4 separate regions of the Sus scrofa genome follow, and all the other regions are linked to region 4. A link is a contact called in public HiChIP or PLAC-seq data. All regions are on one chromosome and are shown on one strand. Each heading gives the region's core, a stretch centred on a gene start, on an enhancer-like site or on the middle of the called end of the contact. The rest is flanking DNA. Distances are from core to core; before and after follow the strand shown.

Evidence for each region. HiChIP or PLAC-seq counts read pairs in DNA pulled down with a chosen protein or histone mark.
Region 1: an H3K27ac HiChIP or PLAC-seq map of alveolar macrophages shows a contact between it and region 4. The contact joins two enhancer-like sites. A contact is called at or near these places in 2 of 2 datasets of contacts at active chromatin or transcription factors (alveolar macrophages and skeletal muscle).
Region 2: an H3K27ac HiChIP or PLAC-seq map of alveolar macrophages shows a contact between it and region 4. The contact joins two enhancer-like sites. A contact is called at or near these places in 4 of 47 Hi-C or Micro-C datasets (brain, heart right ventricle, omental adipose tissue and 1 more) and 2 of 2 datasets of contacts at active chromatin or transcription factors (alveolar macrophages and skeletal muscle).
Region 3: a contact with region 4 is called in an H3K27ac HiChIP or PLAC-seq map of alveolar macrophages. The contact joins two enhancer-like sites. A contact is called at or near these places in 2 of 2 datasets of contacts at active chromatin or transcription factors (alveolar macrophages and skeletal muscle).

The regions. Positions count from the first base shown.
Region 1 is chr1:249,085,759-249,092,830 of Sscrofa11.1, reverse strand. No RefSeq gene overlaps it. Among named protein-coding and RNA genes, the nearest start is that of TRNAE-UUC, 450 kb to the left of the region's middle. Within about 2 kb of position 2,475, at least 8 of the 83 cell types and tissues checked have an H3K27ac peak or open chromatin away from gene starts, as enhancers often do. A contact at or near this core is called in alveolar macrophages, where this site is marked.
Region 2 is chr1:248,737,532-248,744,426 of Sscrofa11.1, reverse strand. No RefSeq gene overlaps it. Among named protein-coding and RNA genes, the nearest start is that of KLF4, 130 kb to the right of the region's middle. Within about 2 kb of position 2,701, at least 56 of the 83 cell types and tissues checked have an H3K27ac peak or open chromatin away from gene starts, as enhancers often do. A contact at or near this core is called in alveolar macrophages and omental adipose tissue, where this site is marked.
Region 3 is chr1:248,770,650-248,777,950 of Sscrofa11.1, reverse strand. No RefSeq gene overlaps it. Among named protein-coding and RNA genes, the nearest start is that of KLF4, 160 kb to the right of the region's middle. Within about 2 kb of position 3,895, at least 7 of the 83 cell types and tissues checked have an H3K27ac peak or open chromatin away from gene starts, as enhancers often do. A contact at or near this core is called in alveolar macrophages, where this site is marked.
Region 4 is chr1:248,898,911-248,905,218 of Sscrofa11.1, reverse strand. No RefSeq gene overlaps it. Among named protein-coding and RNA genes, the nearest start is that of KLF4, 290 kb to the right of the region's middle. Within about 2 kb of position 2,093, at least 2 of the 83 cell types and tissues checked have an H3K27ac peak or open chromatin away from gene starts, as enhancers often do. A contact at or near this core is called in alveolar macrophages and omental adipose tissue, where this site is marked.

The sequences.
Region 1 (7,072 bases), core at 1,226-3,725, 190 kb before region 4:
TTGTTGTAAGCTTTTCTTAGCAACTGGTTTAGGCAGAGGTGGAGGGATTAATGTGCAAGTGTAGGAAAAACACTGGGTATTTAGAGAGCACTGTTGTTTCAAGAATCTCTGGAGAGCATAGCTACTCTTAACAAGACTAGAAATAGAATCATTAGCACTCACCTCAGCTGGATTCCTGCACAAAGGAACAGTTAAACACCACCTGTCCCCTCCTCCTGCCACCCTCACCCCAGTACAACTACCCTTTTCTTCCACTTCCTCATTCCCCTGGCTCTCATGCAGCCAAACATCCCAGGACCTTTGTCTCTTTGACAATTGTCCTATAGCTGCTGGTGTAGGTGGTGCTGGAAACTGAGGGCTGATACTTATCTTGGGCAGGAGCCGAGGGAAACCTCCTTTTTCATGTAGTGGGCGCTCATTGTGGGATGGAATGAAGACCACGGTTACCCCATAGCTGGGGGTGGAATTTGTATCTTGAAACAATTCCCTGTGATTTAATCTTTAGTACTTTGTATAACATGTCTACACACCAAATAAATACAACACAGAAGGATTTCAAAGAAGTACCAGCTGTTTTCATAGGTTGATCAGGTAAGGGTGAAAAATAAGCCAGGGCAATAGTTTACTGAAGTTTCTTCTGGAAAGTGCACACCAGCTTCCTGGGAAATTTTACTGGCCTGGGCCCGGCCCAGGATGTCTTCCATGGAGACACACCCAAACCTTTTGGAGAAGAAATCCAACAAGCAACCAACAGAATGGACATATGTACATGAATTCCCACTCTGCAAAACCCAGCCTAGACATCCTTCCATTTGTGAAGCCTTCCTCATTGCTCAGAGGAGACCACTTGGCTTCTTTCTCTTTGCTCTCTTGTTTATTGCTCTTGATATGCTGCATTGCAATAATCCTTTTTCTTATCTTTCCCCATTCCTTGATGGTAAAGACAAAGTTTTATCCTGCTCTGTATCTATACAGGTCTACACAGAGCCCAGCCCAGACTAAGACTAATTAAAAAAAAAATCCCCTTGCGAGGACCAAATCCCACCCATTGCCTATTTTTGTAAATAATATTTTATGGGAATACAGCCAGGCTCATTTGTGTATATATCATATATTGCTGTTTTCTTGCTACAATGGCAGAGTCGAGTGATTGCAACAGAGAGCATACAACTCTCAAAACCTAAGCTATTCACTATCTGGCTCTTTACAGAAAAAGTTAACCAACCCCTAGACTGTGGCACCCAGCCAGTTTGAGTCAACCAAACCGTTACCACAAGAATGTTAACTAGAACTGGGGAGGCCGGAGATCCTGAAATGAGAGAGTTCATTCCATCTTCTCTCACAAAGACCTTATCTTTTGCTTCAAAAACCTGGAACCCATATCACCTTTTCTTTTTCCACATTTGGTTTTTGTCCTCATTTTTCACCCCTCCAGGGTATTTCTTTGATATGTTTTTCTTTCATTCCAGTAATGGAATATGATTTATCCACTAAATATTATTTTTGAAGTGTGTTTTATATCGTAGTAAATAATACTAATACCACCAAGTGCAAAAGCAAAATATATACATTTACGTACAGCCTAATTTTGCCTAATATTTTCAAAAAGCGAAGTTTGAGGACAAAAAAGGAAAAACTGTACTACAATATCAGGAGTGATTGCTTCTAGATAGCTGAGCTTGGGTGATTTTCACTCTTTTCTTTATACTTGGATATATTTACAATAGTAAAAAAAAAAAAAAAATTCCTTCACATCTGCCAACTGTTCTCTGATTTAAGCAGTTCTGATTTCAGTGCCTCTGTTATGACATAGACACTATCTCTAATAGGCCCTCCCACATTGCTACATATTAGACTCACTCGTAAATCCTACCTATGATTCATCTGCATCGTACTTGTGAAACTGCATTAGATGAAAGTGACTGTGTATGTGGAGAATATCGTTAGCTCTATTTTTTATAATTTGTAAGAAAAAATCAGGTCATCCCCAACATCTAATTTGTGATGTTAATTCTACTCCTCAAGTCTATTTTTTTTTCAATTGCTTTCTTTAATTAGATTTTTTCTTATCCAGACTTCCAGCTTCTGCCAGAGGCTAAAAGGGAAAGTGGCATATACAGTGTAGGTAAAGTGGGAAGACAGTGAGGCATGGTGCCTTCAGAGGTGGGTTCCGACTCACCTTTGCTGCCTCCAACATATGATCTTGGGAGAGACACTCCAGCTCCCAGAGCCTTAGTTTTCTCATCTGCAAAATGGTAGTACTAACAACTCACTGGGTTACTGAGAGAATTAAAGAGAGCAGTTTTCATGAAAGCTCTTATGTCAGTCTAGTACCCAATAGGTGCTTGATAAATTGTGTTTTATGAAAAAAAAGAAATGCTTTTAAAAGCAGGGCAAGTACTTGGTGTGGAAGGAAATGCAAGGTGCTACCAGTGAAAGAGCCCCAGGAGGAAATAATACTTCCTGTCTCTCTGACTCAGCCAGAGCAGGAAGAACCTTCACTCACATGATCTATCAGTCACATTGTGTAGTCTATTTGAAAGAGACCTGAAAGATGAGTCAGGGGATCCGAGCCCAGATTCGCCTCTACTTTGCCATGCAGTTGTAAATGGGTCCTTTTTTGATCAATTGTAACATGAAGGCTTTAGCAAGAAGTTCTGTGAGATTTTAAGTTTCTCATACAAAGAGGCTGTGGACTCAAAAAGATTGCAAAAACTTGTCATGTTGATCAAATGAGCCAATCAAGTTTTGGTTTTTTTTAAATGTCCCCTCTAGAATGGAGACATGCAACATGGGTACAGCACTTTACAGTTTACCGCATGCTTTCATAGCCATGCTCCTCAGAAGAGAGCTGGGAGGTGATAGGAAAGGCAAATATTATGATCTCATGTAACAGAGAAGCAAAACAGGCCCATGGTCACATAGCTAACAAATGATTGAACCTGGATATGAACCCAGGTCTGCCTAATACCAACTTTTGCAAACTTTCTGCTCGACTAAGAATACACTTCAATGTTCTGGTTTACTGACCTGGAAGACCTTAAATTTCCAGTGAATCCTTTATTAGATTACTCACATATTTTTTTGTTTGATTTTAGATCTTCCTTGTTCTGCTCTAGGATTTACCAGCATGGGAAATTCATTTGCACAGGGTCATCTGTACAATGTCCACAGTCTAGATTTTATTGAAGGGGGCGTATCTATTGAGAGATGCTCCCACTGCGTGCAGCTAGTAATGTCAGAAGCAGGGAGGGTAGGCTCAGCAACAGCTCTTTATTCCCTGGCCTAGAAGGGAAGAGTCACTTCAAACAGAACTCCCACTGCGTCTGCATGTGGGCGAGGTGACTGCTCTGAAGTAGGAAGTAGCCTGGACTAGAGGCTGAGTGCTGGGTGATTGGAGCAAGCCACCTACCTCCTAGGAGCCCCAGTGTCCTCAAGCACATCTGTAATGTAAAATGTACATCGATCTTATCCTTGTCTTGAACCCATTGGCTCGGGTAGGATGCTTTTCCTCTAAGGAGTCTTCTGTGATTCCTCCAAATAGGCTCATAGATTTTCCTTTCCCCCCTGACATCACAGTCTTTGTCTACTGCATTATCTACTTATTACGTGTATTATTCTTATATGTACACTTACGTACTTTTCCCACCACACAGTGAGCTTCTTGAAGGCAGGGACTGTGATTTTGTTATTTCTCCCTATTTTTTCCCTATCTGAGCTATGCAAGTTCCCTAGGCATTCAGACTTCGTAGTATTGTATCCTGACAGCAATTTCACAGTGGCCTCAAAGACCTTACAGGACCTCCCCTTATCCCTTGTCTCTGAGTCTCAGGCTTTCCCCACATTACTCACTTCGCTATAGCCTCGCTGACTTCCTTGCTGTCTGGCACACTCCTGGCTTGCCTCTTTCAGGGAACTCCTCTATCTCTCTGGAATCCTTCTCCTGCAGAACCTCTAGGCTAACTTCATTGCCTTCCTCATGTCTTTGCTTTTGAGCGCCTCCTCTTAATGACACTGAACTTGACCACCTGTTTAATTCTGCAGCCTATTTCCCAACATCCCCCACGCCCTTCCCACGCTCAATGTTTTTTCGCTTCCACAGCAGTTACCAACTTGGAACATACTGTTTGGTGATGTGACGTTTATTGACTATCTGTCTCCTCCTCCAGCACGTAAGCTCCATGAGCGAAGACTTTTTTCCCTGTTCACTGGTATATCCCATGTCCCTAGAAAAATGTCAGACACATAGTAAATGCTCACATACAGTTGTTGAATTGAATTAAATCTACCTACTTTTTTTTTTCTTTCTCCTTGAGCTTTTTAAATCCCCCCAGAACTGTCAAGCTGAGCTCTTCCAATATTTTGGACCTAACATTTCAGCTGACGACTGTGTCCCCTGGCCTTTGGGTAGACATGACCATAAGGATGTCAGGTCTCGGAGTTCCCGTCGTAGCGCAGTAGTTAACGCATCCGACTAGGAACCATGAGGCTTCGGGTTCGATCCCTGGCCTTGCTCAGTGGGTTAAGGATCCGGTGTTGCCATGAGCTGTGGTGTAGGTCACAGACGCGGCTCGGATCCCCGTGTTGCTGTGGCTCTGGCATAGGCCAGCGGCTATAGCTCTGATTCGACCCCTAGCCTGGAAAACTCCATATGCTGCGGGAGCAGCCCTCAAAAAGGCAAAAAGACAAAAAAAAAAAAAAAAAAGATGTCAGGTCCCATAGTGTAGCTTCAGCCATAGGAAGTGATGAGTCCTTTAATAATACAGATCTTCTTTAGCTATTCCACAGCAATACCCTTTGCCTTTTGAGAAAATCCTGTTTCTTTTTATACAGTAGCTCCAAAATTGAAGTTTCAAAGTGAGTGGAGGTGTCATAGGCCCCCTGAAAGGTGGAATGTGCACCCCCCCCCCTTATTGGAGAGTATTGGAATGGAGCAGAAACCCCTTCCCGTGGGCTCATCTTCCCCACTTTCATTGTCTTTCTGCCTCTACGAGTTATTAACTGTGCTAATCATAACTAAAACAAAGCTAATAATTGCTTCTTGGAAGGTTGTGTAACACCATGGAATGTTGCCACGGGCCTCTGAGAATTGGCCCCTTACTCTGCTCAGAGTAATTTCTCAGGGATTTTAACTCAGCCGTCTTTAAGCTGAATGTTTATCATTTTCCTTTTTATTGTTTCTGGCTCCTCCCCTGCCTTTGAAGTTTCTGAAATCTTTAAGCACTTGGCTGGTCTCTATACACCACAGGTCTTCTCCCTCTAGGAGGGCACCTGGCCAAGAGAAAGGAATCGGAGCTCCTCTCTTGGCCGCGCCTATAAAACAATCAGATTGCTCTGTAGCCTGCCATCTGAAACGTGAGCTGTGCTAAAAGTACAGAGAATGCAGCGTGTTCCAAGGAGATTAGAATATCCCAGTGGGATTGCGGGTGAATGGAGAGGGAGAGTAAGCAAGCCCTCTGCACAACAGTGTAACCCTCTCTTTCCCAGGCTGTGTTGTCTACAGGGAAGGGCAAGGGCACAGACCTGCCCTCTCTCCCCTCATTACCACTCTGATCTGTGAAACATTACAAGAGTTTACAGTCATGCATTCTTCATGATGCTATTTGCTTGTTCTCTTCTGTGCCATTTGGTAGCTCCCATCAATAGTTCTCCTTTCGTTGGCCTTGATAATCCCGGATCCCCTAATGCTATTGCTGTTGTTATTTTCCCCCACAGTAAGGAGCAATTTCTTCCCCACCTCCCACCCCTCCCTGGGTTTTCAGCTCTTTCCATGAGAAGAGATGGGCTCCAGCCACTATTTCATCAGGAGAGCCTGGACAACCCAGCTCAGAGTCCAGAGTGAGCACTCATGTTGAAATGCAAACATCATATATTTGATGCTTAATTCTCATAAGATCAGAGCCAAATAGACTTTATTCTTTCAAAGACTCATTCAAACATTAGGGGGTTTAAAAAAAAAAGTTGAGGTGACTGGATTCATCTGACCTAATGTCAATTTTTTAACACCTTTTTTTTTTCACTTTCTTAGTCTATGTTTGTTATCCCTCCTACATTGTCCATGGAGCTCAGATTTAGCCTCCCATCAGACCAGCAGCATCATGATGAAATGTGTGTCCCTGGTAGGCATGGGGGTATGAAGCAGCCCACAGATAGGGTTAGGTGGGGCAAATGGTGAGGGGGCTCAGAGAGTCTCATAATTTAGTGTAAGTGAAGATATGGAAGCACCAAGCCTGTTTGTGGTATGTCCCAAACCTCCAAAAATCAATTCCATGTAATAAAACCTAGGTAGACAATACAATTGATGAAACACCAGCTACTGATGAGCAAGGGAGTCATTTTCCTGCCTGAGTTATGGAATTTAGAACCTTTAGTTTATCCAGTCTCAATCCTTGTCACTCTTTAGTAGGAGGAGTTATGAGGATGGTACCAAATGCCAATGAATGCATTCTTGTGGGGGAAAAGCTGCAGATGCCACAGTGTCTCTGCCAAGCTCATCCTCTAGTTAGTTATGGAATCCTTGGTCTCCTGGAGCTGAAAGGATCACTTGACTGATTACCTCTGTCACCCAGTTGATACCAGAATCCCAGCTACAGTGCCTTGTTGAAACTTCTCCTGTCCTGCTTGGATGTTTTTGTTGATGGCAAGAGTCTAACCTTCAGAGGCAGCCAAGTCTATAAATCTCAAGGCACTGCCATTTCAGTTTTCACCAGAGTTTTAACAGCCCAACATTAGGTTCTCATTTTTTTTCTTTTTCTCTTTTTTCCCTTCCTTGAGTAAATAATATTTTGGGGGACTGTTTGGAACATTAGAAATGTGTGATGACATAGTCTGAATGCCTACGGAATTGATAGCTGTCTCTTGAAAAGTATCAGGATCTCATGGTCTCCATTATTTTCCAGAAATTCCCAAGGAAAACTTGCATACTCCACACATTTGTGAAGGGGGCCACTCGTGACTTCTCCCAGCTGCCAAAGGCTGTTCTCTCTTTCTTCCTCTCTCTCCTCATTCACTGTGAGTCAAAGCACCAACTTTCTCATAGCTCCTAGCAGATTTCTCTTAACATCCATAGTCT
Region 2 (6,895 bases), core at 1,452-3,951, 160 kb after region 4:
TGGATGGGGAGAAGTTTGGAAAAGCGAGCAAGGGAGGTGAGTTGGGCCAGGAGCAGAAGGGATCACGTGAGCCTTGCCTGCGAGTGTGGACAGATGGAATCAGAGACCCAGCAGATCGGACTTGTCCACAGTGCTGCCTGCAACCTGCAGCATCAGCATCACCAGGACGTGGTGAGAAATGCAGATCCTTCAAGTCATCGTGCTGTGGACCCTAAACTTATATGGCGCTGCAGGTCCATTACGGCAACAAAGCTGGAAGAAAAAGAGTCATTAATTTAATTTTTTTTTAAGTGTAAGAAATACAGATCCCCAGGACCCACGCTGCACTTACTGAATGAGAAGTTGTAGCAATGGTGCCCAGGAACTTATGTTTTATCAAACCCTCCAGGTGATGGGGTGTGAGAAGTACTGGTACCAAACATAATAATTAATGGCCCCTGTTCACAGAACACCTACTTGGTGGCCCCTGTTCATAGAGCCCCTACTTGGTGGCAGGAACTAGAGTGAGTCCTTTCCCTACTTATCTGATTTAATCCTCAAGACGAGCTTATGAGGTGGGTCTGTCATTAGCCCCACTTTATGGAACAGGAAACTGGCACTCCTAGAAGTAATTTACCTAAGGCCGTGAAGCTACTACGTAGCAAATCTGGGATTTTTAACTCCGACCGGAAGACTCCTCATCCCACCCAGAAAAAGGTGGTCTGCCTTAAAAGCTTTTGATGCCAGGAGATGGGGAGGAGTAACAGAGAGCCTGAGATTTTTCTGGGGCTAAACAGAAGGATCTGTTGACCTTGAGAGGTGTAGGGAGAGAGCAAGAATAAACAAGAAAGACCCCAAGCTCCCAGGGTGAAAAACTGAGGGAGAGGAGACACCATTATCGAGGGCAGGGGCATCAGAAGGAGACAGGATGAGGAGGCTTCCCGTTGGGCCTTGCAGAGCATGAGGGGAACATCAAAGATGCAAAATGTCCCCATGAGATCTTAAAACTACCTCTTGGTGGGTGGTATAACCACAGGTATATTGGATCAGATGGAAAAGTACACTTGGCTTAAATTACAGCAGCTCAGGAGTGTCAAGCTTTGGGGGGGGGGAGGGGGCTAAATCACCCCAAGATTTATGAGTATGTGGGGAATGGGTTCGGGTTGAGGGACATTGTTCTCACATGAGCAGCTGTGAGGGGAACCCAAGTCTTTGGAACCTGTCCAATTCCTCCGAGGGCATACAGGCTCGACCTTGATGTGACCTTTTACTGGGTCTTAGAAAGAGATGGAAAAAGCCTGCCCTCCCAGGAGAGGTGACAGAGCAATTAATAAGGCAGAGTCTAAAGCTTCAGAAATGCAAGGATCCAGGTGCTGAATTCATCTGTTCTAAAGATGAAAAAACAGAAAATCCTCTTTTGGTTCCTATTTGGGTAAAGTTGGACATAAATCATTCTTTGAAAAGGTGTCCGTGGGTGCCTTTGGTTGGAGGGGCTCAAGCCCTTTCCAAACATTGCCTCATTAATCCTGGCAAACACCAGGAGAGAAAGCCTGGATAGGCGGCACCTTTTGTGTCACTGAACAGATGAGACCTGGCCTCAAACTTAAAGACACAGGCAGGTTCCAGGTGGACTAGGACAAGGCCCTGCTGGCTGGTGTTAGCTATGCGTGAGTTGTGGGGAAGGGGAGTGAGGAATGAGTGTGTGTGTGTGTGTGTGTGTGTGTGTGTGTGTGTACTCTCTGTGTGCTTTTAGTTTTCCTAATTGTCTCAAACCAGGAAAAGAAAATGAGGCCGCAGCCCTGGAGGCTGGGTGACATGTTATGAGGAAGTCTTATCTTCTTTGAAAATGCCAGATTTTGGCAAAGATTGAATCCCCTTTTCTTGGCAAGCTTGTCCTTGGTAAATGCTTCCTGTTTATTTCAGCCCCTCCACATGCGTGGACATTACTGCAACGGTGCAGTTCTAACCTGAAAAGCGGAATCAGGAAGGGGACTGGGAGGAAGAAAGAGCAAACTCCAACAAGGGATGCTGGAAGTGTCATTTGCTGCCTTGGGATTGATGTGGGTGTTGAGTCCGGTTTGGTATTTCAAAGTCAAGGAAAGATCTAAAAGTACCAGTGCCTTAGAAATGTAAAATACTTGATACGGTCGCTCCTTTTCCTTCTTTGTGAAAAGGAAAAAGAAATAAAAGAGAAAGAGATCGAAGAAAGAAAAAAAGAAGAAAGGACAGAAAGAAAAGGAAAAGGAAAAGAAAAAGGAAAGGGGAAAAGCGAGGCAGAGGCGATGGCGAGCGCAGAATCGCGGGATCCCGGCTCCCTACCCGGGAGAGCGGAACACTTTCCTCCGCGGCCGCGGGCTCGGAGCTTTTAAGGGTTTCTAATCCTGGAAGGCTGTCTGACATCACCCCGTTTCTTGTCGGCTGATGTTTCGTACAAGCCTCTCATTTCCTCAGTGTTTTCAGAGCACCAATTACTGCAACAATCTCGTGTTTATGTTTGCTCTCTCTCCTGCCTCGCTGGCCCTACGCCTGGAGCCTTTGCCGCTTTCCGACGCGGGGAGCCCAAGGGGGCTGGGTGGGGGGGAGCGGGAGGGGGGAACCTGGATCGGGCACTGCAGAAAAAGGGAGGGGTCCCCCTTAATTTTTTTTCATTGACTTCAGCACCATGTGATCAGGAAGTCTGGCCTCCCTCCATTTCCCCTCCCGACTAAAGGGAAACATTGTGTAGCAGCCGCCGCGGCCACTGGTGGGATGGTCTTCGCCGCCTGACGTAGGGAGATAAAAATAACCGGCATATTTAAGGCCTGAGCAGGAATCCCGGCGCTCACACGCGGCCTGGTCAGTTCCCGAGGCCGGCTGGGCGCGGGGCCTGCGGGGAGGCCCGCGCGCTCCTGCGCGCACCGGAGCGTCGCGAGGGCCAGCGCCGGCGACCTGGGGACCCGGGCCCACCACCCAGGCCAGCCGAGCCTCGCGGAGCCCCGGAGAAGCCGGCAAGAGCAGCCTGGCTCGAGCGCGCTGGGCTGGGCATGGGTTCTGGGTCCTGCCTCCCTGGAGACGGGAAGGAAGGATGCTGTGGCAGAAGGAGGGTGGCGGGGAGCCCGAGGGCACACACAAGCTGCCGCTAAAAAAGCCTGCCTGTCCTACACACCATGGTACCCACTCTTTCTCGTCAAATCCCCCCTCTCCAGCCCCTTGAAATGCTGGAACTGCATCCTGCAAAGCAGGCCTGGGAACAAACAAGAATCAGCCTCCTACACTCCAAAATGGGACAAATCCTTGCAATGTCCAGCAATTTCAGAGGCGAATACAGACTTCCTAGAAGCATGCTATCCAGCCACGCTACAGATTTCCTCAGAACTCCTCACCACTGCCCTCACCTCTGACCTGTCCAGGGACCAGCAAAATAGAAAAGGAGGAAGTGCCCCCCTCGATGAGCCCACGTCCCTGTCTCAGCAGCACAGACACGGTGAACAGTACATGACCCTGTCTGCCATCCCACTGTTTCCTCTTGCGTGCATTCATTTAAACCTCACCAGGGAGGTTCCATGACCCCTATTTTACATGAAAGGAAACTGAGGCTCGGGAGACATGGAATGGTTGCCCAGTGCACGCATGGGCATTGCTTCCCTGAGCCTTAGTCGCCTCCCTTGACTGCATTCACACAGCAGCATGGATGTATCATTCTGGAAACCACCTTTCTTCTGTGCCTCCTACCCCCTAAATAAAATGAATACCAAGCAAAACAGTGGTGGTGAGCTTTCCTGCTGATCTGTGAAATAACAGTTCTGCCCTTGCTCTGGGCCACAGAGAAGTTTTGATTTCAATTAATAATGGGAAATCTCCCAGCCTTCTGATGTCTAAAGGAGCAAGATATTTCAAGATTTCTGGCAGAGTTTTTCACCTGAGCCCAACGTGCTGATGAAAGATGAAATGACACCCTTAATTGTTTTGGCATTGCAGAGATAACGCAAAGCTATTATCTGGGTGGAAAAGGCAAAGATGTTTCATTTAGGGAAAAATCAGTAATTTTCTCACACATGAGGATCGAGACTCCAGGGCTGAATCCCTAAAACAATGCCTGATATTTAAAGCATTCAACCCGTAATAGTTGGACCACATGAAGAGGTTATGGGAATGTGAGGGACAGCTCTCAGAGACAGATTGGGTTATACGTGTTTGTCTTTGATGACTGCAGAAGCATGATCCCATTTAACCCTCAGGTAACTCTAGGAGGTAAGCATCATTATTATCCCTACCTGGCATATAGGGACATTATAGCACAGAAAGAATTTACCCAAAGTAACACAGTTAGAAAGTGCTAGAGCTGAAATTCGAACCCAGGGAGTCTGACTCCAGAAGCCAAGCCCTTAACCACTAGGGTAAATCCAAAGAGGTGCCCATGAGACGTCAGGGAAAGGGACCTACCATTTACTAAGCATCCCCTCTGACTCAGTTTCCACACTTGCTCCTGGACTGATGGTCCAGCATCACAGGCTCCAGGCCCTCAGACAGATGAGTCAGGAAGCAAGGTGGGACCAGGGGTTCCAAGAAGGCAGCCTCCTCTTCTCTGTTTTTCTAACCCTGACTCTCACAAATGCCTATTCAATTGCCCCTTCTGACAGAAGATTTCTTTGGCCACTGCCAGCCCAGCTGTTCAGTTCCCCTCTCCAACCCCCCAGGGAGACCCCATAGATGACGGCATTAAAGCACCTGTCACACCTTGCTCACCGGCCTGCTCTCCCACTGGTCAGGGAGCATCTTGAGGGCAGCATCAAGGTCTGATTCAGCTCTGTAATCCCAAGTACGAGTCCAGGGCCTGATGGCCACTCCCTGAATGTTTGCTAAATGGTGAAGGAATAGGTACAAGACCTCCACCAGCCTCTTAAAAGTACAGCCAACACCGTAACTCCTAATTTTCTCTCTCATCACCCTTTTCCGTTGCACCACTGAATTTGTCACAATTTGCAATTGAATCTGTTTCCTTCTCCTCCCCCCCAGTAATCCATGAGGGCAGGAACCCTTCCATCTCCCCACTATCGTATTCCCAACATCTAGTAACACGCCACACACATGGCAGACACTCAGTCAATGCTTGTGAAATAAACGAGTGAATGAATGAATGAATGAATGCACCTATACTCCTTGGAGCAATTCTTACCTTTCTCTGTATAACAAGTTTATTCCAAACTATCACAATTGAGCAAAGCCACTTGAAATAATGTCACTGCCCAGATTGTATTCATAAAGTCAGTGCTTTTTGTTTGGTGACCACTGCAAATCCCAGTTTCATCCATATTGATGATAAGAAAGACTTTAAAGGGGGGTTATTGAATGAGGCCCTTCTTCTCATACAATGTGGGCTCCAGTGACCACTATAGTTGGAGCTACACACAGACTCCCTTTATGCCCCTCTGTTTTCATTAGCTCGGGTAACTTGCCAAAGAGTGATCCTTTTGGGCTGAAATTTTCCATGCTGGGTCTTGGCAAAAGGTGAATTTTGGGGGAAAGTTTGAATAAAATCCCTTCAGCCATTTTTTAGTTTGATGAGGGTGAAAAAAAAATACATTTTTTTCTTGCTTTTAATTGAAGACATTTTTAGGACACAGGAAACTCCAAACCAATTGAACTTTGAAAACTTGAAACTCATGTCTAATCCCATTTAAGGAAACTGTGGAAGTGATTGGGGACTCAAAAAAGGTTTTTTTTTTTTTATTTAAAAAAGAAAAACAAAACTAAGAGGTAATTGAAAAATCTCTTTATAGTCTTAGCAATCAGGACATTTTTTCCCACTTGGGCTACATAAGTCTTTCTGTGATTCTAGCAAATTATAAAAGCTCAGAGCTGTTCCGAAAGGATTACAAAACTTGGGTTTCAGTTTTTCTGCCATGACAGATGATATTATTCACCCTTTTTCTTTTGTCTTGAGAATCTTCTCTCAACATTGTACCAGGAATATATTATTTAGTCCATAGCCTCAGAAAATAAAAGGGCCGAAGTTCCCAGAATGAAAGGACCACTCCTTTGAAGCCAAACGTACAACTTGCTTTCCAAAGCTTTCTTAGACAAATGCTAACCGAAATATCCTATCTAACATTGGATTTTCTCACTACTCACGTCAGTATCAGATTCTTGCTTTCTTATTCACTGGAAACTACCTTAGACTAGTCATATTATAGTTCTGGCCACAGAATTATTTTCAAAAAGCAGGGCTTGGCTGGAAAATCAGGAAAACCTGGGTTTGACTCTCTGCTCTTGTAGTTACCAAGCAAATACCTTAACCTCTCTAAGACTCAGTTGGCTCGCTTGTTAAACAGGGATAGTATTTACTCATCGGTTGTCATAAGGATTAATTTAGGCCCAGGACCCTCAACAGTGCATGGTACAAAATACATGCTCAGTAAATGGCAGTGTCTTCTTTCCGCCCATCCCCCACCAGCCGCTGCTTCATATTTATCCTGTCTTCATATCTCCCAGTTGGCCTCTCACGTCTTTTGGTTCTCAGTTGGTCATGGTGTCTGATACAGTCTGAGGCACGTGGTGATTCTTTAGCAGAGAAATGCAGAACAAAATCTGTAGCGCGCTGGCCATTTCCAGTGACACCAGCAAAGATTTTGCCTTTACCTCTTTCCTTGTCCTTCTCTCTTCCAGGATATAGATGGGTGATTTGATGAATGTACCAGTCAAGGCCTCCTGTTCCCTTTACATGATCTGCAGACTGAATCCTGGCCTTGATTTTCAAGTTTCATTTTAGCTCAGGAATTGTCTGATAGCCAGGATTTGTTTAGGTTGCTCATTCACCTTGGTTATATATTCAAAATCAACCACGTCTCAAATGATCCTCTTTACATGTAGTTTTATTTAGAAGTGAACTGGCAGGGGACTTTCAACTAACGACCTTTGTAGGGCAAAAACCGCCCCT
Region 3 (7,301 bases), core at 2,646-5,145, 130 kb after region 4:
TAATTAAAAATTGATATCCATGGGGAAGAATTGAAAAAATCTAGACTAGGGAGAGCTGGACACATTTTTTAAAATTATTCACCAAGTTGTTTTTTCTTTGTGACAGTATCTTATACTCATAGATTTGTTTGAAAACACTTTCACTCTCTTTGTTCTAAATAGTCCTCACACTAAGCCATTAAGATATTATTGTTATTGTTTGCATGCAAGAGCTGAAGAAACTGAAGCTCAGAGTGACAGGCAGTCACCAGCAGGACTGTGACACCTGACTCCCAGATCACCCTCTCCATGTATTCACCCGGACAGCAAACACCCAAGCACAGGACCATGGCTTCTATTTCCCTTAATACCTAACCTACTGCTCCAGGCAGAGACTCATAAGGCTTCCTGATTAAACTGCCTTATTTGTTTGTATGTATATTCATTCCACGCCTATGGAGCGAGCACCAAATAAATGCTATTGTGGATAATGAATAATTTATATGCAAACTAAATGCTGCTGAAACCTGGTAGGGCAGGGAGGAGAAGAAAGAGCAAGAGCCCACAACCATTTGGGGTGGAAATGCTCTAAAGTAAGGTTGTGGAGTCCCCTTTGTGGTGCATCAGAAACACATCTGACTAGGAACCATGAGATCGTGGGTTTGATCCCTGGCCTCACTCAGTGGGTTAAGGATCTGGTGTTGCCATGAGCTGTGGTGTAGGTCGCAGACATGGCTCAGATTCTGTGCTGCTATGACTGTGGCATAGGCTGGCAGCCGTAGCTCTAATTTGACCCCTAGCCTAGGAACCTCCGTATGCTTCAGATGAGGCCCTAAGAAGCAAAAAAAAAAAAAAAAAAAAAAAAAAAAGGTTGTGATGACTATTTTATAATATACTATAAATATAATAAAATTCATTGAATTATTATTTTCTAAAAAGAGCCCACATCCACAAACAGATAACAGTATTTGAAGAGCTGGGCCTCATAGCTGTTGCCAGTGCAGGAAAAATGCTATTAGTGTCATAGAGGGGGCCTTAGTCCACTTCCTCTAAGCCAGGGGTTCTCAACTGTGTAGCAGAATCACCTGGAGGGTGACATAAAAATGCAGAGGCCCAGGCTCCTTGAAGCAGGATCAGGCCTAAGACTTGGTATTTTACCAGAGTTCCCCAGGTGATTCTGACATTGGCCAAAGTTTGAAGACCACTGTCCTAAGCAGACTTTTCTTTTCCTTTCTTTGTGTGTGTGTGTGTGTGTGTGTGTGTGTGTGTGTGTTTAGGCCTCATCCAAGGCATATGGAGGTTCCCAGGCTAGGAGTCAAATTGGAGCTCAGCTGCTGGCCTACACCACAGCCAGAGTAACACCAGATCCAAGCCATGTCTGCAACCTACACAACTCATGGCAACGCCAGATCCTTAACCCACTGAACAAGGCCAGGGATCAAACCCACAACCTCGTGGTTCCTAGTTGGATTCATTAACCACTGTGCCATGACGGGAATTCCTTTTCACTTGCCCCTTTAAACAAAGTTTTGTTCAAGAAACACTGACTAAGCCACTATGATGTCCCAAGAAATGGGTCAGTCCCACCAGGTAAGCAGCAAAGTTCCTACTTTCAAGGGCCTCCCGGGCTGGTGAGAGAGACCAGAGCCCTGTGGAATAATATCCATAAAGGCTGTAAGAAAGAGGAGAGGGAAGGCTAACTCAGGCGGGGCCAGGAAAAGTTCCTAGAGGAAGTGACATTTGAAAAGTACAAGTGCACCAGGAGGGGAAGGGGAAGCAAGCTTTTGAAGAGAAGTCAGATGGTGGCAAGGCCAGAGGGCTGCCCCAGCAGAGCAGAGCCAGTGGACTGGGGGGATGGAGAGGTGGGGTGTGGGGGACAGAGAGGAGGAAAGGTGGGGCTAGAGGTGAAGGGCCTGGAAGGCTTAATCTCAACAGCCTTCCCTCTTGGTTACCTTCCCTTCCCACTGGTTCTCCCTGCTTTCTGTCTCCCCTTTAGGAGGCCAGAGAAGAGAGAAAAGCAAAGGAGGAAGGGAAGTGTGCAAAGGGAGAAGGGAGAAAGGGAGAGAGGAAGAGAGACATTCCACTTCCTTTTTGTTAGCCCCACCTTGAAATGCTGTTGCTTGTGTTTCATAAGGAATTAGAAATGATTAATGATTCACAAGAAACATACACACTGAACTTGAACCCAGGAAGACTGGGCTCAGCTCTGGATGGCACAAGTTAGGGAGAACCAGTAGAGCCTATAATAGTAGGTCCCAAACTCTTGACCTCAAGGTCCATCCCTTTCCAGCTGTGGTTTTATTTTGTAGCATCTATTTATGGAGAAAATATTAAAGCAAAAAAATCTATTTATTTAGGAGCACTCTAGGGTAAATTTATACTCATTTTATACAATAGCATCCACACACTTGAAAGTTCATTAGTGCACAGTAACCTACAACAAAAGGTAAATAACACATGTGGACGAATATCTGTAACATACATGATAGGCCAGGGGTTAATGCCTTAATATGTAAAGAGTTCTGACAAATTAATAAGAAAAAGACAATTCAATGGGGGAAAATGGATAGAAAGAGACGTTTGCAATGGTGTTCACAGAAAAAGAGATACAATTATCTTAATTTCTCTCATAATGAAAATATCTCTATATATGAAATATAATTTTTCTTTGACCTAGTAGAGTAGCAAAGACTAGAATGTTTGAAACTTACAGAAAAGTTGTGTCAGGAAAACGCCACTTTAACGTTCATCCCCGGGAAAATGTATATGGGAATAAATTATTTGGAGGACGATTTGACTACATCTATCAAAACTAAAAGCATACTATTTGCACAGAAATTCCACTTATAGAAATTTATGCTATATATAAAATCACACACGTTCACAGAAGGTATCAAATGAGCTGGACCGAGTGAGGGGCAGATAGAATGCAAGTGTTTTTTTCTCACCCTTCGAACTCATTTACCTGGTCCTCTAATTCACAGAATGTCTCTGCAATTTCAAAGCACACTTCAGTGTATTTACCAAAACTCTGAATAAATTTCATCCCAACTTCATCATCATCTCCGACCCTTCCTCAGCTGCTCTGCTTCAAGCGTGGATGCCAGTTGTGGGGGAGAGAAGCAGGGCTGTCTATTCTCTTCCACATCACTCCCTCCTCCTCACCTCACTACCTCCTCAGGATGGACTAGATGAGGGAACAGAGGAAGGGATGGGCTTTCACTTGCCTGGTACTGCTGCCCTCTGGGCTGGGTGGCTGGTGCAGGTCTCCCAGAAATCCCACCCTTGAAAACTTGCCTTGAAAGAAGCTAATTAGGCTTCCTCCTTTGTGCTACCTTTAATTTCTGCCTTAGGTCCTGGGCATCCAACAGTTCTTCAGTTCTTTCTGAAAGCCTGCTGGGAAAAGTCTTTCAAGTGGCTCCAGTCTCTGAGTCTCTCCTTCTGTTACTTTTTAAATCTGTTGATTGATTGATTGATCGACTGCCTTTTGAAGGTCACACCCACAGCGTATGGACGTTTCCAGGCTATGAGTGGAATTAGAGCTGCAGCTGCCGGCCTATGCCACAGCCACAGCAACACAGGATCCAAGCCACATCTGCGACCTACACCACAGCTCACAGCAATGCCGGATCCTTAACCCACTGAGCAAAGCCACGGATAGAACCCGTGTGCTCATGGATCCTAGTCAGATTCCTTACCACTGAGCCTCGACAGGAACTCCCTCTGGTCCTTTTTTTAAATGCGCATTATATAGGTGCTTCTAGCCTTTGCTGGCTGAAGGGTTAAGCCCTAAGCCCTACCCAGCCCAGCCTCCTGGGTTTTATGCTTGTGAACTCAGGTCCCAGAGACCAATGCACGTTCTTCCAGAGTCCCCTCCAAGCCTTTCTCACTCGACTTAGTCCAAGTTTCACTTTCACCGGAGATGAGGGTGGGGAGGGACAGGACACACCCTGACAACACCCTCCAAACCCTTCCCAGCCTCTCCCTGTCATCTCTGCCACTTCCTGAAGGCTGGAGTCAGGGGATGGTCCATGCTGGCAGGTCTGGCTGCGCAGTCTCAGCAGGGCCTGCCTAGGTGGGCTAGCACCTCATTTAGGACTGGGGAGCTGGGAGACATTTAGGACTGACTGTGTTGTTTCTAGGGATTTGGAGCCTCAGTCAGACACGGAGACTAAAAGAGCCTCATTTTACCATCCTGTTATATGTATGTACCACATACATCATTTACAGCACTGTTTGTAATAGGAAAAAATAACCTAAATGTCTGGTAAGTAAATCATGGAACCACCGTATGATAATCTGCATATGTCATTATAGGAAAAAACGCCACATGATATATTAGGAAGTTAAAGAAAACAGAGTGCAGAACACTGTGGGCTCACATTTGTACATGAGTGGTTTTAAAAAGACATTTTGTCATATACATGGTTGGATCTGCACAGAAATTCTGGGGAGTGGGGTGGTGAGCAGACCTACTATTCATTGTATAACTTTTTATGCTTTTTAAATTTATACGATGATGTATTAGTTTTATACTGTTGAAACCTATTATTAAGAGAAAAAAAGAAAGAGGTGCATACTATGTATGGTTCCTTTTTATTTAAAAAAAATTTTTATTACTTATTTTCTTGACCATGCCTATGGCATGAGCAAATTCCCCAGCCAGGGTTTGAACCCTTGCCACAGCGGTGACAACTGCCAAATTCTTAACAGCTAGGCCACCAGGGAACTCCTAGGATTCCTTTTTAGAAAGCCTTGGTTTTATTTACAAGAGCAATACACCTTAATTTAAACAATATAGAAACATTGGCATTCCTGTCGTGGCTCAGTGGATTCGTTAATCTGACAAGTATCTATGAGGACACACGTTCCATCCTCGGCCTCGCTCAGTGGGTTAAGGGTCTGGTGTTGCTGCGAGCTGTGGTGTAGGTCACAGACGTGGCTCGGACCCCATGTTGCTGTGGCTGTGGTGTAGGTGGGCTGCTACAGCTCCGATTCGACCCCTATCCTGGGAACCTCCAAATGCCACAGGTACGGCCCTAAAAAGACTATATATATATAAACACATAAAGAAAAAGAAAAAGAGATCTACAGAAAATATCTAGAATGAAAGAAAGTGGAAAATATATAGTCCATGACATTTTTTAAAAACCAACCTCCCACCCTCTCTCCGCCCTGCAAGGTTGGCGCTTTTAAGAGTTAAGTGCACACCTTCTTCCAGGTGTTTCTCTAGGACTTGACAACATATATAATTTTCTTTACACCAAAAAATGGAATTGCACTCTACAGAACGTTCTTAGCCTGATTTCGGTTTTCACTTTAAAGTATACCTTGGACCGCCTTCTAAGCCAGTCTGTAGAGACCCTCCCCATTCTTCCCAGCCTTCCAAATGATATGCCTCGGTGTTCCCCACATGCACACGGCTATTTGACCATGACTTTTAACAGCTATAGTGACGGCTCTTCCACAGGTCTGTGCGCTGGAACACCACCCCCATCCCATCGGTCCCTTAGGTAGGGTTGCTAGGACCACAGGGTTGACAGACACCACCTGAATTCCATACACTATTTCCAGCCCCGCCCCCAGTCCCTCACCACACATTCCCCCCACCCCAGCCCCCGCCCTTCGACAACAGCTCTATGTGAACGGCCTTCTTGACCACTTATAAACCACACTGAGAGTCTCAAGACCTACAGACAAGGACCCACGGACCTCGTGAGAGCTTCTCCATTGGGGCCTGACCATCCCTACAGCCACGTGGCAGAAGAAAACAGGAGAATGCAAAGGACTGCTGTATTTATGTTACACAGCCTTAGATTAAATGTGGAATGGAAGGCAAACCAGCCTCATCATCACTAAGGTAAAACGTAAATCATCTATGAAACACCTTGCCTGTGTCCAGCACCTCCGAGCCGTGGACCCAGGCCCCTTGCAGGACCCCTGTCTACTCTCTTCTGCCCTTAGATAACTCTATTGAAATGCTCCGACCTAACAGAAAAGCAGAATCGATAACGGAGCCCATGGAGGTTCTGGACATCATGTGAGAAAAGAAGGAAAGTCACTTGGTCTGGAGAAGAAAACGGCCTGGGAAGGATGAGGGTTGTCACAAAAAAATCTCCAAGGCTGGAGTTCCTGCTGTGGCTCAGCAGGTGAAGAACCTGACCGTATCCATGAGGATGCAGGTTCCATCCCTGGCCTCCGCCTCACTCAGTGGATTAAGGATCCAGCATTGCGGCGAGCTATGGTATAGATCACAGAAGCAGCTCGGATCCCATGTTGCTGTGGCTGTAGTGTAGGTGGCAGCTGCAGCTGGGATTCGACCCCTAGCCTGGGAACTTCCTTATGCTGTGTGTGTGGCCCTAAAAAGCCCAAAGAAAAATCTCCAAGGCTGTCCCCACGGATAGAGGAGCCGGCTGAGTGAAGAGCAGGAGCAGAGACTCGGAGCAACAGGCAGGCAGATTTTAAAGGTTAGACCAGAGATTTCTTTCTAAACTTCAAAACTGTCCAGAGCTTTCAGGGGAAGCAGCAGCCAGGACTAGAGACAGTGACATCTGCCGAAACCAAGGGGAGACAGAGGCCAAAGTGCATGGCGTCGCAGCAGCATGGTTGAATAAGTCCAAATGGCTGTCCCCAACAAGTCACAAGTGCTACATTTATTTTTTTTTACTTTTTTTATTTTTATTTTTTGTCTTTTGTCCTTTTAGGGCTGCACCCACAGCATATGGAGGTTCCCAGGCGAGGGTCTCATCGGAGATGTTGCTGCCGGCCTAGGCCAGAGCCACAGCAACGCCAGATCCGAGCCGTGTCTGCGATCTACACCACAGCTCATGGCAACGCCGGATCCTTAACCCACTGAGTGAGGCCAGGGATCGAACCCACAACCTCATGGTTCCTAGTCGGATTCATTTCCTCTGCACCACGACGGGAACGCCTACATTTATTTTATTATTTTTGTGAAATCTGCCTACGTCAAGATTTGGTCTATGCTCTTCCATCTCAGAAACCTGATTGGATTAGGACAGAAAGAAGAGTGTCTCATGAAAAATTTATATCAACCAAACACCAAGAGGGATGTGTCAACCAGCGTGCCACTGCATTCACTTATAAGGGGAGATAGGCAGCTGTTCATCGTGTACACCAGAAACTCAAGCCCTCCTCATCAAACATCCTTTTGTCCTTGGCAGATGGACTCAGTGGGAATGGCTGTGTCCGTGGCATTGTAATTCTCAAGGTCTGTTGGCCAAGGCTCTGGCTTGTATGGTGCCAGGATGGGCTCGGCCCAGGCACTGCTGTGACTTCCTTAATCCTCCTAAGCATGGCTG
Region 4 (6,308 bases), core at 844-3,343:
CTTCCAGGCAATCAGGACCACCTTCCCTGACCAGAAATCTCAACTGCTACAACCTTTGATCCTCCAGTATCTCGGGTGAGTTTTTATAAACCTCCTGGATTCTGGGAAGATGTTGGGTGTCCTAAGAACACCTAGGACATATGTGACACAAAGCCTGGGTGCACATAGAAGGTGACTTCTGACTGATGTGACAAGAGTGGACTTGCCCAGAGCCATGTCCTGTGGTACCATGCTTGCTGCATACATTCCCTCCCAGACCACCATCTAGCATGCGCTCTTCGTACCATCTCAGGTTGAGATCTCTTGGACCTTATCCTTCTTCATTTCCATTCCACATTTGTCATCCCCAAGCAGTCTAGATTCTAGGCCTTGCTTCCTAGGAACACAACCCATGGCCTCCGGGAAATTCTGAGAAGCGAGAACCCAGGGGCACAGCCTTAGACTAGGGTGGTAAACAATGTGTGTATCCTCAAGCAAGTCATGTCTTCTCTTGGTGCTTTGGTTTCTACAAAAGAGCACTCTGGAGTTCCCTAGTGGTCTGGCAGCTAAGGACTTGGTATTATCACTGCTGTGGCTTGGGTTACTGCTGTGGTGAGGGTTCAGTCCCTAACCCGGGAACTTCTGCATGCCACAGGCATGGCCAAAACAACAATAACAACACGGACTTGCCTACCACACTAGGAGACTAAGAGAACATAAAAATGACAGGTATAGGAGTTCCCCTCGTGGCACATAGGAAACGAATCCGACTAGGAACCATGAGGTTGCTGGTTCGATCTCTGGGCTCACTCAGTGGGTTAAGGATCTGGCATTGCCATGAGCTGTGGTGTAGGTCACAGATGCAGCTAGGATCCTGCGTTGCTGTGGCTGTAGTGTAGGCTGACAGCTGAAGCTCTGATTCAACCCCTAGCCTGGGCACCTCCATATGCCGTGGGAGCAGCCCTAAAAGGAAAAAAAAAAAAAAAATTGGCTGTTATATGCAGAATGATCTATAAAAACACTACTCACATGTTGGAGTTTGTTTTTCTATTGGTGGTTTGGGGCTTTGACAAACTCTATATTCCCCCATCCTAATGCCTGGTAGAAAGCAGTTGGATCCATAATTGGTCTCATTAAAGTGAATTATTGATACTAGTCAGATTAAAATATTTGTTGAAATACACCAAAGATTAATATTTAAAATCATCTGCCTCTTCGATGCTCTGATTAATGAGATCTGCCATTTCTTTGTACCCTAGTGGGCATATTCTTCTAAACAGAAGGCTTATGGGGTCAGAGTTCCTTCTCTGGTGCTGGATTTCTACTACAAGTGAGAAAAAACATGAGGACTGCACTTCATTTTGGCAGCAGAAGTGATGGGACCAGGGTAGCCCAGTCCCCCGTGTGACTAGGAGGAAGGGTCAATGTGCTAGAATTTGCTTCTCTTCGACAGATCAGTTGGCCAGCACATAGGCTGAGAATAAAGAGATAAATCTAGAAGCTTCTACTCAACGTCCTCTGCCTTGGCTCACGCAGTCCCACATCCCTTACAAAGCCATCCCTTACATATGAGGGATCCCTGAGTGTTTTTCTCAGAGCACATTTATATTTGAGGTTAAGAACAAAGATGCTTGCTGTGGCATCTTGAATTGTCCAGTGCACCACACGGACCGGTTCTTCTAGACATGCTCATAGACGTGGGATGGGAGAGTCCACCAGGAAACTTTGAGACAGGGCCACATGCGATGACTGTTTGTAAATTCCTCGAATTTTGAGGTTGAGAAAGTGGACTCACAGAGCAATCACTCCTTTAGCGGAGGGTGAAGGGGCATTTGTGAGAATACATTGTGAAAGGAAAGGAGAACTCTAGAATGTGGAGAAACCTTGGTCTTGTGTAAGCATTGCCCTTTCGGATTTTTAAGTGTACCAGTAGGGGTCTGTATGCCAGAACCTAGATCTGTCCCATAGTCCCGCCTGAGTGTCACCACATTCTCCCATCAAGTGTCAAAGGACACAACCTCCCGGAGCTGGAAGCCTGTCCAGGTCGGCCATGGCCACGTTCCCTCCTCGCATTTGCGTTTTGGAGTTTGGAGAGAGTTCTCCCCCAATGAACTTACTCCTCTCTGTCACTCTGGAAGTGACCAGATCATCACGCCCACTTTCCAGATAAGAAGACCAGCCATAGCCTGCCTGCACAAGAAGGAAAAAGCCCATTTGCAGTTATGAAATAATATTTAAACTACTTAGGGATAAACGGAGTGAAGAAATTTCCTGTCACATTTATGCTTTTGGAAAACAGCATTTCCAGAGAGTAAGCAGAACCAAAACCAAGTATTAATTGCCTAATAACCATGGTTTTAACTGGATGGAATTTTATGAGATGCCCCAAATGGGCATGCCATGTTTCTAGGAGAAATGACTGAAAATTTGTCATTTTGATTTGTTTTTCTCAATAGATTCTAGTCCTTTCATTAATCTTTATTAATGGGATGGGTAGGAGATGGAAAGCAAGGCCAAAAGGATGCTTAAATTCTTCAGAATTAGAGAAATGTGACATGTAAATAGACATTCCCTCAACACCCACCCCAACTCCTACCATAGTCTGTCTTGTTTAGGGAATAAACTCATTTTTCTCCATTAAGCCGGCTCTATCGAAAATGTCAGCATGGAATTGGAGCTACTGTAGGCAAGTCTGCATTGTAAGTGCCTGCAAATAAATTGTTCTGATCTGAGACACTTCTTCTTGGAATAGAATGAAGAGGCTGTGTGGTTGCTTGGCACCAGTGTGGGTACAGGCTCGTGGCATGGACTTCCCCAGAACTCCAGAATAGCCCAAGTACTTTGCCACCAGCTCATTTTAAAGAGGAGGAAATGGGGGTTGAGAGGGTAAAAGGCTTTAACTGGCCATGGCAGCTCCAACTGTGGCATAGGGTAGGGTAGGGCGTGTGTGTGTGTGTGTGTGTGTGCGTGTGTGTTTTGAGGGGAAAGGGCAGGGACAGAAAAATTTTCTTTGGGAGGCAAAACGTAGGTTGTCTCAAATGGCCAGCAGAACTCACGTGGATGGAACAGAGTAAGGGGTTGGGTGGAACAGAGTGAGGGGTGGTACAGTTACTAAAAGAGAATAGTTGCCAAGTGTGAGAAGTCTGGGTGTTGAAGGGATTACAAGGAGTTCAGCTGGTCTGTGGATGTGGGTGGAGGTGGCAAGAGAGAAGGGCAGGAGCCAGCTCAAAGACCTCACATCCATTCTGCCTGCCCCTACCTGCCCTGTGGTGGCTGCTGGGTCCCCAAGAATGTGGGCAGACCCCACCAGCGCCCAGCCTTGGGATCTCACCCACTCTCTGGGGTCAGCCGCCTCCTGTGCATCAACACCCCTCAGGTTTCTAGCTCCATCTAGACCAAGTCCCCCGCATGGGGCCACCACCCATCACTCCATCCTCCCTCCCATGAATGGAAGGACATGCTACCGACGTCTAGGGGGAGGCGTTGGGGAGACAGGCAGTGAGAGAAGGACTGGAGAGTCCTACCCTTTGAGGGAGTCGTGACAGGCCCTGGACACTGCTTCTTCCTTTCAATGTTTTATTTATCCACAGTCCCAGAAGGATGGACGCCAAAGGGACCCCATGAGCTCCAGGCTGGCATGGCTGACCTGGGGAGGGAGGTTGAAGTTTGTGGGCTTCCTTTCCAGGGCCTGTGTCCTGCTCCTGCCCAGTGCTGCCATACGGCCCTCCACTGTGACCCCAGGGCCAGCAGGATAGTCACACCAGGCCGGGGCATTGGCATTTGGTGTCATTTGGGTTGGGCAGCTGGTGAAAGATACAAGGAGTTCTCTAGAGCTGAGGCCCTCCTTTATAGAAGAGGGCTTCAGAAATGGGCCTGTCATGCTGACTTCAGGAAGAGCAACACCGTTTTTGCTTGCTGTCTTCAATAATTTGATAGTTTTGAAGAAGGGTGTTTGATTGCTTTGGGAAAAACAGTTACAGAAAGACTGTAATTGCGCTGGTTCCATCCATGGCTGGAGTTGGCTAGTCTGGCTCATGAGAGCAAAAGGAGCATTTATTTCACTCCTCATCTCATGACCCATGAGGTCAACTGGGTAGCTTGAAGTCAGCCATGGAGAGTGGCAAATACTTCCAGTCACCCCTCGTCTCATCTCATGTCCACACAAAGCCACCACTCAGAGCAGAAAACTTCTTTTTACAAATGAAGTACAGAATTCTAGTACTTCGGGATGGCCTGAAAAAGTGAGAAATAGCACACCTTTAACAAGCACTTGTTGGAGTTCCTGTGGTGGCTCAGCAGAAACCAATCTGACTAGCATCCATGAGGACGCAGGTTCGATCCCTGACCTTGCTCAGTGGGTTTAAGGAGCCCGCGTTGCTGTGGTGTAGGCCTCTAGCTACAGCTCCAATTCCACCCTTAGCCTGGGGACTTCCATGTGCGGGTGCGGCCCTAAAAAGACAAAAACAAGCAAACAGACACATGTCTGGCAACCTTCAAACAAACAGACATCATTTTTAAAATGTTTTTATTTTTTTGCTCCAGAACGGGGCTTCTTTTCAGAGTACAATAACAGGAGACCTGAATTTGGAATCAGAAGGCATAGGTTTAAGTCAGAGCCTCATCACTGATAGGTACATGTGCTCTTGGGTTAGTCTTTGAGCCTTAATTTCTACATCTCTAAAATGAGGTTGACAAACCACTTCCCACCATCTTCGTAAGGAGTGAACAAAATAACAAACATTAAATATAGGGTTTTTGGCAAGTAGCCATTCATAAATGAATAAATGGACTAGAAAATGTGGGAACTATCTTGTCAACCAAATGAAGAGGTCCCCTCTTCCTTTAAGGGGAATTCCCTCCCTCCTACTGGATTTAACATTGCTCTGGGGGTCCCTGGGCATTTTCATCTGCACGAACCCACAGTGATCCCAGCCCGCTGGGCAGGAGAACTGCAAGGGCAGGTCAGGGAGTCTTCACTGCCTTCCTTTGCCCTCTTTGCTGGTGGTGCTGGCGATGACTCCCTCAGGTTTCCAAGTGTGTGAGGAAGAGCGGAATGTCACCCCACCCCCAGCAAGTGGGCCACTTTGGCATATTGGTTCTTTTGAATCACAGCCACTTCAGAAACAGCTTGAGGGAGTTCCCATCATGGCTCAGTGGTAACAAATCCGACTAGTATCCATCAGGACGTGGGTTGGATCCCTGGCCTCGCTCTGTGGGTTAGGGATCCAGTGTTGCCAAGAGCTGTGGTGTAGGTTGCAGATGAGGCCCAGATCCCACGTTGTTGCTGTGGCTGTGGCTAGGCCAGCAGCTGCAGCTCCAATTCCACCCCTGGCCTGGGAACTTCCATATGCCTCGAGTGCAGCCCTAAAAAAATAATAATAATAATTAAAAATTAAAACCAGCTTGGACAAGGACACTCTGCTCCTCCTTTGTCCTCCTGAAAGCAGGAAGTAAGCCTCCCCTGTGAAGGGGACCTGCCTTGTACCAGGAGGTAGCACATCCTCATCACCAGAGACAGGGAATTTAGGGCAGAGAAGGCTGTATAAACCCACCTTATTAATTCACACATTTCCTGTCCCAAGCCCAAACCCCTTTGTCTTGTCAATTCTTTACATATGTATTGTTTCTTTGTCTAAATGGTATCAAAGCCGCCTGCCTTGGTCACTTCTTTGAGTTTCATATTTTTATGGACTCCCATATGCATGTGAAGTTACATTTTTCCCCTGTTACTCTGTTTTATGTTGATGTAATTATCAGACCAGCCAAAGCACCTAGAAGGGAAGAGTTTGTAAGAAACAGATCTTAATAACTGTGCCATGCACAGCTTTCTTTCTCTAAGATCTCTGGAGGAAAAAAAAAAAAAAATGTCTGTTGCTGAGAGTCTTAAAAGAATGAGTCCTAGGAGAAGGTGCAGTGTTCTGGTTACTATTGTAACAAATTACTCCAACACTTAGTGGCTTAAAATAGCTGTTTTTGTGTACTTTCAGATTCTGTGGGTTGGGAACTTGGAAAGGGAGCAGGTTTGACTCTTTCCCCCAGTATCTGAACCCTCGGTTGGGAAAACCGAAAGACTGGAGGTGACTCAGCAGCGAGGGATTGGAATCAGCTGGAAGCGTCTTTACTCACACATCTGGCTGTCGGTAAGGACCCGGGGTGGTGCTGTGGGCCCGAGACTCTGCACGTGTCCTCTCCTTGTGACCTGGGCTTCCCCACAGCATGGCAGCCTCGGGTTTCTAAATATCAGCTCAGGACTCCAGAGGCAGATGTCCCAGCTTCAAACGCTCAAAGGTCCCAGCTCACTTCTCAGCCCTGATCTTTTATGATCTGGC